2 separate regions of the Mus musculus genome follow, and region 1 is linked to region 2. A link is a contact called in public Hi-C data. All regions are on one chromosome and are shown on one strand. Each heading gives the region's core, a stretch centred on a gene start, on an enhancer-like site or on the middle of the called end of the contact. The rest is flanking DNA. Distances are from core to core; before and after follow the strand shown.

Region 1 (3,229 bases), core at 704-3,203, 120 kb after region 2:
AGTGAGCCTGGGCTACACAGACTGTCCTCAGCCAACACCCCTCCCTACCCAGGGAGGAAAAAGACCCTTTCCTAATCCTCAGCTTTGAATTAGAAAGCTTTCCAATGTTCTATCTCATACTTTTCCTACCCCCACATCCGGGACTGCCCTTGCCTCTTCCCCATTCCCATCAAATATTACAGGTCGCCGTTAAGTTAGCAACTTAGCCCGAAGCAGACACTGGGTACCTGTGTGTCCCGTGCTGCCTGCTTTACTCTGAGGCAGGAACCTCCTTTTCCTGTGTTACAGTTGAGAGAACTGAGCTGCAGTGATTGTGGGCAAGCTCAGTATCAAGTGAAGGTCAAAGCTGAGCCAGCTGTTGGTTTTAAGACAGGGTCAGGCTATGTAGGCCAGGCAGGCAGTCCTCCTGCCTCAGCCTCCCAAGTGCCAATGTTAGGAGTGTGCTACCACATTTAGCTTTTGAGCCTGTCTAGCCTTCAAAGACTTTAAGTAATAACGCTTTGACTCAAAGTAAAAATGGCCTTAACAATAACGGAATAGAAAAGTGGGTCACTTCAGCTGCTCAGTCTCTCATCCATCTAGTCCACCCTGATGTTTGTCCCTGGGAAGTGTTCTCAAGGGTTCAAGGTGTCTGCTCAAGTGTTCCATCATCACATAGAGGGCCATTTCGAGCCAGAAAGCAACCTCCTCTCCTCTTGTGTGTCTCCTTCTGAGGAGCTAAGGCTATTCCACAGGGCCCCTCCTAGCTACAAGAGTGCCAGAAGCCCAGGCTCACAATCTAGACTGTTAAAAACTTTGCTTTGTTTAAAAAAGTAAAGTTGGCTTGCCTGCTGGTCTTAATCCTTTATCCTTACATGACTCTCCTTCCCTGAACCCTCTGAGTGGGAGCACACCCCCGACTCCTCACAGGGTTACCACTCACCCACATTCCCTGTGTCAGAAGCCGAGGCATCCTCGTGAGGCCTTAGTCACCACTCCTTTCACCTACCTTCTCGAGACCGCTGACCCTCAGAGTCTTGGTAAGCTCAGGTATTTTAACTTTCTCACTGGAGTTTGGAGAAGTTGGGGCCAGAGAAAGTTAAGGTACCTACCTCCTCCAAGAGGATGAGGCCCTCAGATAGGTGTCAAAGCCTGCCGGGCCTCATGCCCCAGTTCTTGCCCCCACCCCACAATTCTGGCTTCACATTCTTCTGAGCTAATATCTTTATGTCCTGGGGGATACACTTGGGTGGTAGAGGACTTGCCCTGCCTGTGTGGGGCCTCTGTTTCCAGCTCCAGGACGTTGGTACATTAATTTGGGCGCCAGGGCAGTCAGGGTAAACAGTATCATCCGCAGCTGCACATGAGGCCAGCGGCTCAGTCTTAGCCAGAGGCTTGTGGACCTTCCTTCCGCATAGTACGTTCTGCCATCCTTAGGGTGTTGAGCCGAGCAAGACGTTATTAATGAGTGGATGATTTGGAGTATAGCAGCTATCCAGTAAATAATCCTTGCATTAATGCAATTATCTGTTTCTTTTTCTTTCCCTTTCCCTCTTTCTTTCCCTCTCTTTCTCTCTCTTTCTCTCTCTCTCTCTCTCTCTCTCTCTCTCTCTCTCTCTCTCTCTCTCTCTCTCTCTCTCTCTCTCTCTCTCTCTCTCTCTTTCTGTTTCTCGAGACAGGGTTTCTCTGTGTAGCCCTGGCTGTCCTGGAACTCACTCTGTAGACCAGGCTGGCCTCATCCTCTTGCCTTCCACCCAGAGGCTTTCGCAGCTGTTCCCCTCAGCCTCTGCCCTTTTCCAAGTGACAGAGCGGCACCCACTCCGGGAAGACCAGGAAGCTCCTCTCCACCACCTCTGCTGGCTTTACCCCAGCAATCCCCACTCCAGGGAGTGGGGGGTGGGCCTTCATTCGCCAACTCTCGGCCCCGCCCCCTCCCTCCTGCCCCATAGCCCTGGACACAGTACACAGGGCCCAGAGTCCCTCCTGGAAGGGAAATAAAAGGAACTGCGCCAGTTCCCATGGCTGTGGTCAACACTTCCATCCCAGGGCTCAGCGGCGAGAATCCGCATTATATTCCAGGGTAAGACTCCTCCCAGAGCACTCCCCTGCTTGCTTCTGGGAATGGGGATTGGGATCTAGGAGCCAGTTCACAGACACTGGGGTCAAGATGAGAACTGGGGTGTGTCAATGGTATGGTATGGAAAGGGGAATCTAGCGGCTGTGAGAGCCAGGTCTAACAAAGCTTTGTGTTGTGGTCCCCACGGAAACAGGGTAAAAGCAGGAAGGACTGGACACCCAGGCAGAGGGCTGGGGATGTAGTCGCTTCAGTGATTTAATGATTGCCTAGAACACAAGGCACTAGGTCCTGTCCCCAGTAGGTAAAAGAGACAAAGAACAGAAATAAAGACCTCCAGACTCAAGCTGGGGCAGGAGTGGTTGGACCCGTGTGAGCCAAGCATGGGGCGGGGATGTAGAAGGATCAAAGGTGTTTGGTCAGCCTAGGCTAGAGAGTGAGACCCCGTGTAAAAATAAACACACAAGCACTTGCTGCAAGTGCACACCAAAGCGGGGCTTTCCTGCCTGTGTCAGGATGGTGGTGTAGGGTCCAACTCAGAGCTATGGGATGGATCCTGTGCTGCAGGTACACCGGACACTGCCCGCTACTTCGGTTCAGCATGGGCCAGACCTATGGGCAGGTGACTGGTCAGCTACTCCGAGGCCCTCCTGGTCTAGCCTGGCCTCCTGCCCACCGCACACTTCTGCCTCCCATCCAGTCTCCAAGATCTCCTGTGATCTCCAAGGGGAGGCTGCCTCCCAGGCGCGGGCATGAAAGGCTCAGCTCCAGCATAATCCCTGGGTATACAGGTCTGTATAGAGGTCTGAATGGGTGTCCCCTTCGAAGAGAACGTGCCGTGAACTAACACATCTTCTCCGTCAGGTTTTATACCACGGGCACAGTTCATTTTTGCCAAGAACTGCAACCAGGTTTGGGCTGAAGCTATGAGTGAATTTACACGAAGGCACGGGGAGCAAGAGAGCCATCAACTGCCAGACGGAGCCAAGGGAGAGAGAGAAGTGGAAGAAGACCAGCTGCGGGAGGCAGAGGAGCCACCGCTGAAGCAGGAGTTGGCACATGTGAGATGGGGCAGGCAGGTGGGGTGGGGGTGGGCGCTCGTGCTTTGCCTGGGGGCACCGTGGGGCATGGCTGCCAGCTGTCTGCGGGGTGCCTGAACTTAATTCTTTTTCTTTC
Region 2 (3,541 bases), core at 911-3,410:
CTTTAGGAGATCCTGCAGAGACAGACTATACAGCAGTGGGCTGTGCAGTCACCACCATCTCTTCCAACCTGACGGAGATGTCCCGTGGGGTGAAGCTATTGGCTGCCCTGCTGGAGGATGAAGGCGGCAATGGCCGGCCCCTTCTGCAAGCAGCAAAGGGCCTTGCAGGGGCTGTGTCGGAACTGCTTCGCAGTGCTCAGCCCGCCAGCGCTGAGGTCAGAGGCCACAGGGCTGTGGTGAGGGTGGACACAGGGTTCCACCCCGAGAAGGCAGTGTGACCCAGGAGCTAGTGAGACCTGTGGGTCCATGGCCAGCGTCAAGCAGCTTCTGACAGGTGTGCACTCTCCACAGCCCCGTCAGAACCTGCTGCAGGCAGCCGGGAACGTGGGCCAGGCCAGTGGGGAGCTGTTGCAGCAAATTGGGGAAAGTGACACTGACCCCCACTTCCAGGTTGGTGATAAACCCAGCTCCCAGAGCCCCACTCCTAGGAGAGAATCTCTGACCCGAAATCTAGAGCTTAGTCCTTCTTTCTGTGAATTGACCTATCCAAACCAGCCCAATCATGTTTCCAGATATGATACTGAGAACTTCTAGTCCCATGGGGGTGAGAATTCAGAACAAATGTAATCCCCTGGTTCAATTTGCCCTTGATGATGTTCTTAGCCCTGACTCCCCTGTACATAGCCCAGCTTTAAGCTATCTCAAGACACCCCTGCCACACTGAGGATGATGTCCTTCGAGCTACCCCTTCCCTTCCCCCACCCCAGCCAAGTTGCCTCAGCTGACTTTTCACCCTGGATTTCCATACAGATGTGTGTACCCAGAGGGGCTGGGGCTCCATCTTCCCCCGATTCCCCTACGGTAACGGTCTCTGGCCTGGGCCTTCCCAGCTTGGTCTTCTCTGAGCCGCATACACTCGCTTCCACGCCTCTTCCTCACCCTCCCAGGGGAACAGACATGATGGGAGATGGGGAGGCCTAGACTGACAGGGTTGAAGAAAAGAAATCAGATAGGGTAGGACAGGGTCTCGCTCCCAAACCTGCAGATGACTCCTTGCACCCTGAGATTGAGTAGCATGGAGATAGGAAATGCCCATCCAGTGTACCGCCTGCTCCTCCCTCCCCATCACTGTCCGAGTGTATCCGCCTCATGCCTCTCTCCCTTTGGTATAGATTCTGTTTCTGTTGGTGAGGGTTTGTTCTCGGTGAGCGTCTCTCCTTCTGGGTGCTCAAGGTAGAGGGGCTTGGGATAGGTTCTAAATGCTTGTGCGTATACTGTCCTCTGATTGGAATCAGCGGGAATAATGAAGCCGCTTACGCCTGTGAGAAGTGTCCGTGGGTTCTATCTAAGTTCAGTCTCAGGTCTCACTGGCCACTTTCTTGCCCTCAGGATGTTCTAATGCAGCTAGCAAAGGCAGTGGCAAGTGCTGCAGCCGCCCTGGTCCTCAAGGCCAAGAGTGTGGCCCAGCGCACAGAGGATTCCGGGCTTCAGACCCAAGTGATTGCTGCAGCTACGCAATGTGCTCTGTCCACTTCCCAGCTGGTGGCCTGTACCAAGGTGAGCCCAGATTTGCGGTATCCCCTGCCTCTGAATAATATTACCAGCATATGTACACAAACCTCTCATTCTATCTCTGACTCCTGGGGCCTCAGCACCACCCCAGTGACTACCAGGAAAACTGCAGAGACCCATCTCACAGCTCCTCTGTTGCCTGCATGTCTGAAATTCTTTTCTCATAGGTGGTAGCACCTACAATCAGCTCACCTGTGTGCCAAGAACAGCTAGTCGAGGCTGGGCGACTGGTGGCCAAAGCTGTGGAGGGCTGTGTGTCTGCCTCGCAAGCAGCTACAGAAGATGGACAGCTGCTTCGAGGGGTAGGAGCAGCAGCCACGGCTGTCACCCAGGCCCTCAATGAGCTGCTGCAGCACGTGAAGGCCCACGCCACCGGAGCTGGGCCTGCCGGTCGGTATGACCAAGCCACTGATACCATCCTCACCGTCACTGAAAACATCTTCAGCTCCATGGGTGATGCTGGTAAGAGTACTCGCCTCCGGGGAAACAAAAGCCCCGGCATGGGTCCCCCACACCCATGGGCATACCTTATAGATCCAGCCACCCAGCCTCTGAGGATCAGCACAGTGGCCTTTCTAGCTCTGTCCCTCTGGGCTCATTGGTCAGTCTAAAGCCTCCACTTCCCCATTGGTAAAGCAGAAGTATAAGCCTTGTTCTGTTTCCTTGGCGCACTTTAAAAAGAGACCAAGTTTATGCGCAGTAGTAGGTGGCAAGGTGCATGGTTAAGAGCTAGCTAGGCTTGTAAACAGGGAAGGAGACGGGGAAATTAGCCTCTCCACTTCAGCTTCCTACCCCGAACCACTCAAAGGAGACTGCCTCATCCTCTCAAGACATGCACTAGAAATACTAGCTGGAAACTGGCCCTTCCTCTCATGGGACCTCACCGGGAGATCTGTCCTGAGATCTTAACCCAGGAACCTGGACCTCAGGGGAAATCGTTTGAGACCTTTGCCAGTCTCTTCTCTGTTCCGGAAAGCCCACTCACCCTCCTCCCTATCCTCTGTCAGTGTCTCTGGCTTTCTTACCTGCGGCTCTCCTGTGTTCTAGGGGAGATGGTGCGCCAGGCCCGCATCCTGGCCCAAGCCACCTCAGACCTGGTCAATGCTATCAAGGCCGATGCTGAGGGGGAGAGTGATCTGGAGAACTCTAGAAAGCTCCTGAGTGCTGCCAAGATCCTCGCTGATGCCACCGCCAAGATGGTGGAGGCGGCCAAGGTACAAAGTCGGTTTCTCTACAGACCCTGAAGGGGAGGTGGGAGTGGAGAGGGCCAGCTAGGGCCTTGTCTGATGGGATGACCCACCCCAGGAAAGCAGAAAGTAGAAGAGAATAGATAAGGAAACTGCCAGGAAGGTCCTGGCTCCCAGCCTGCAGGTCGGCCACCAGCCAAGCATATAGCCATGTGACTGACTCTCACAGTGCACTCTGACCATGGGGGTCCGCATTCTTCTTTCATGTTGAAGGTCTGCTGTCCCCACTTTCCTTGGGTTGCTGCCACATCTGCTTGCTCTCTGTTCTTGGTACCCTGTGAAGGCAGAGAGCCTTTTGGTTTAGAGGTCTCCACTAGCCATACAGAATAGGATCACATTAGACATTGACACCCCAGGTGTAAAGACCATCAGAGGGGACCACCCGCCAAAGGTCCCCTGGGCTTTGCAACTGCTACAGATTCCTGAGGTCCCTTCTCCAGAGAGTCTTCCCCTCCCCAGGCCTGCCTGCTCACACTGAGTTAATCACACGGAGAGTTCTGTAGGACAGGCGTAGTTCCAGTGAAAGATTCACATCCTAGTGGCAATGAGGTACCCGGGGACCCCACAACCTGTCCTTTCTGAAACAGTTTTCAGCTCTCAGCAGTTAAAGCCTCAGTGAAGGTAATTCGAAATTAGATCAGGAAAACAAATGAGTTTTAAACTGGACTTAGAGGATTGAGAAAAGAGTGTATTTGAATCAAAGTGATGGTGGATGACGCTCC

What was found. A called contact is a pair of places that touch in the nucleus more often than the background predicts.
Region 1: a contact with region 2 is called in a Hi-C map of bone marrow-derived macrophages, with 29 read pairs. The contact joins the promoter of Fam166b here to the enhancer-like site in region 2. A contact is called at or near these places in 17 of 39 promoter capture datasets (the C10 cell line, the HPC-7 cell line, HPC-7-derived erythroid cells and 12 more), 37 of 484 Hi-C or Micro-C datasets (the 63-12 cell line, B cells, the C10 cell line and 28 more), 8 of 115 datasets of contacts at active chromatin or transcription factors (the HPC-7 cell line, T-cell acute lymphoblastic leukemia, astrocytes and 4 more) and 4 of 9 other capture datasets (adipose tissue, liver, macrophages and 1 more).

Annotation. Positions count from the first base shown.
Region 1 is chr4:43,427,858-43,431,086 of GRCm38.p6, reverse strand. Fam166b (family with sequence similarity 166, member B) reads left to right here and starts at 1,953. Exons shown (of 6, transcript NM_001369077.1): 1 at 1,953-2,059; 2 at 2,621-2,844; 3 at 2,918-3,114. The coding sequence starts at 1,998.
Region 2 is chr4:43,545,995-43,549,535 of GRCm38.p6, reverse strand. Tln1 (talin 1) reads left to right here. Exons shown (of 57, transcript NM_011602.5): 16 at 7-215; 17 at 352-450; 18 at 1,390-1,557; 19 at 1,740-2,034; 20 at 2,620-2,786. Among named protein-coding and RNA genes, the nearest start is that of Tln1, 15 kb to the left of the region's middle. Within about 2 kb of position 2,160, at least 8 of the 459 cell types and tissues checked have an H3K27ac peak or open chromatin away from gene starts, as enhancers often do. A contact at or near this core is called in bone marrow-derived macrophages and microglia, where this site is marked.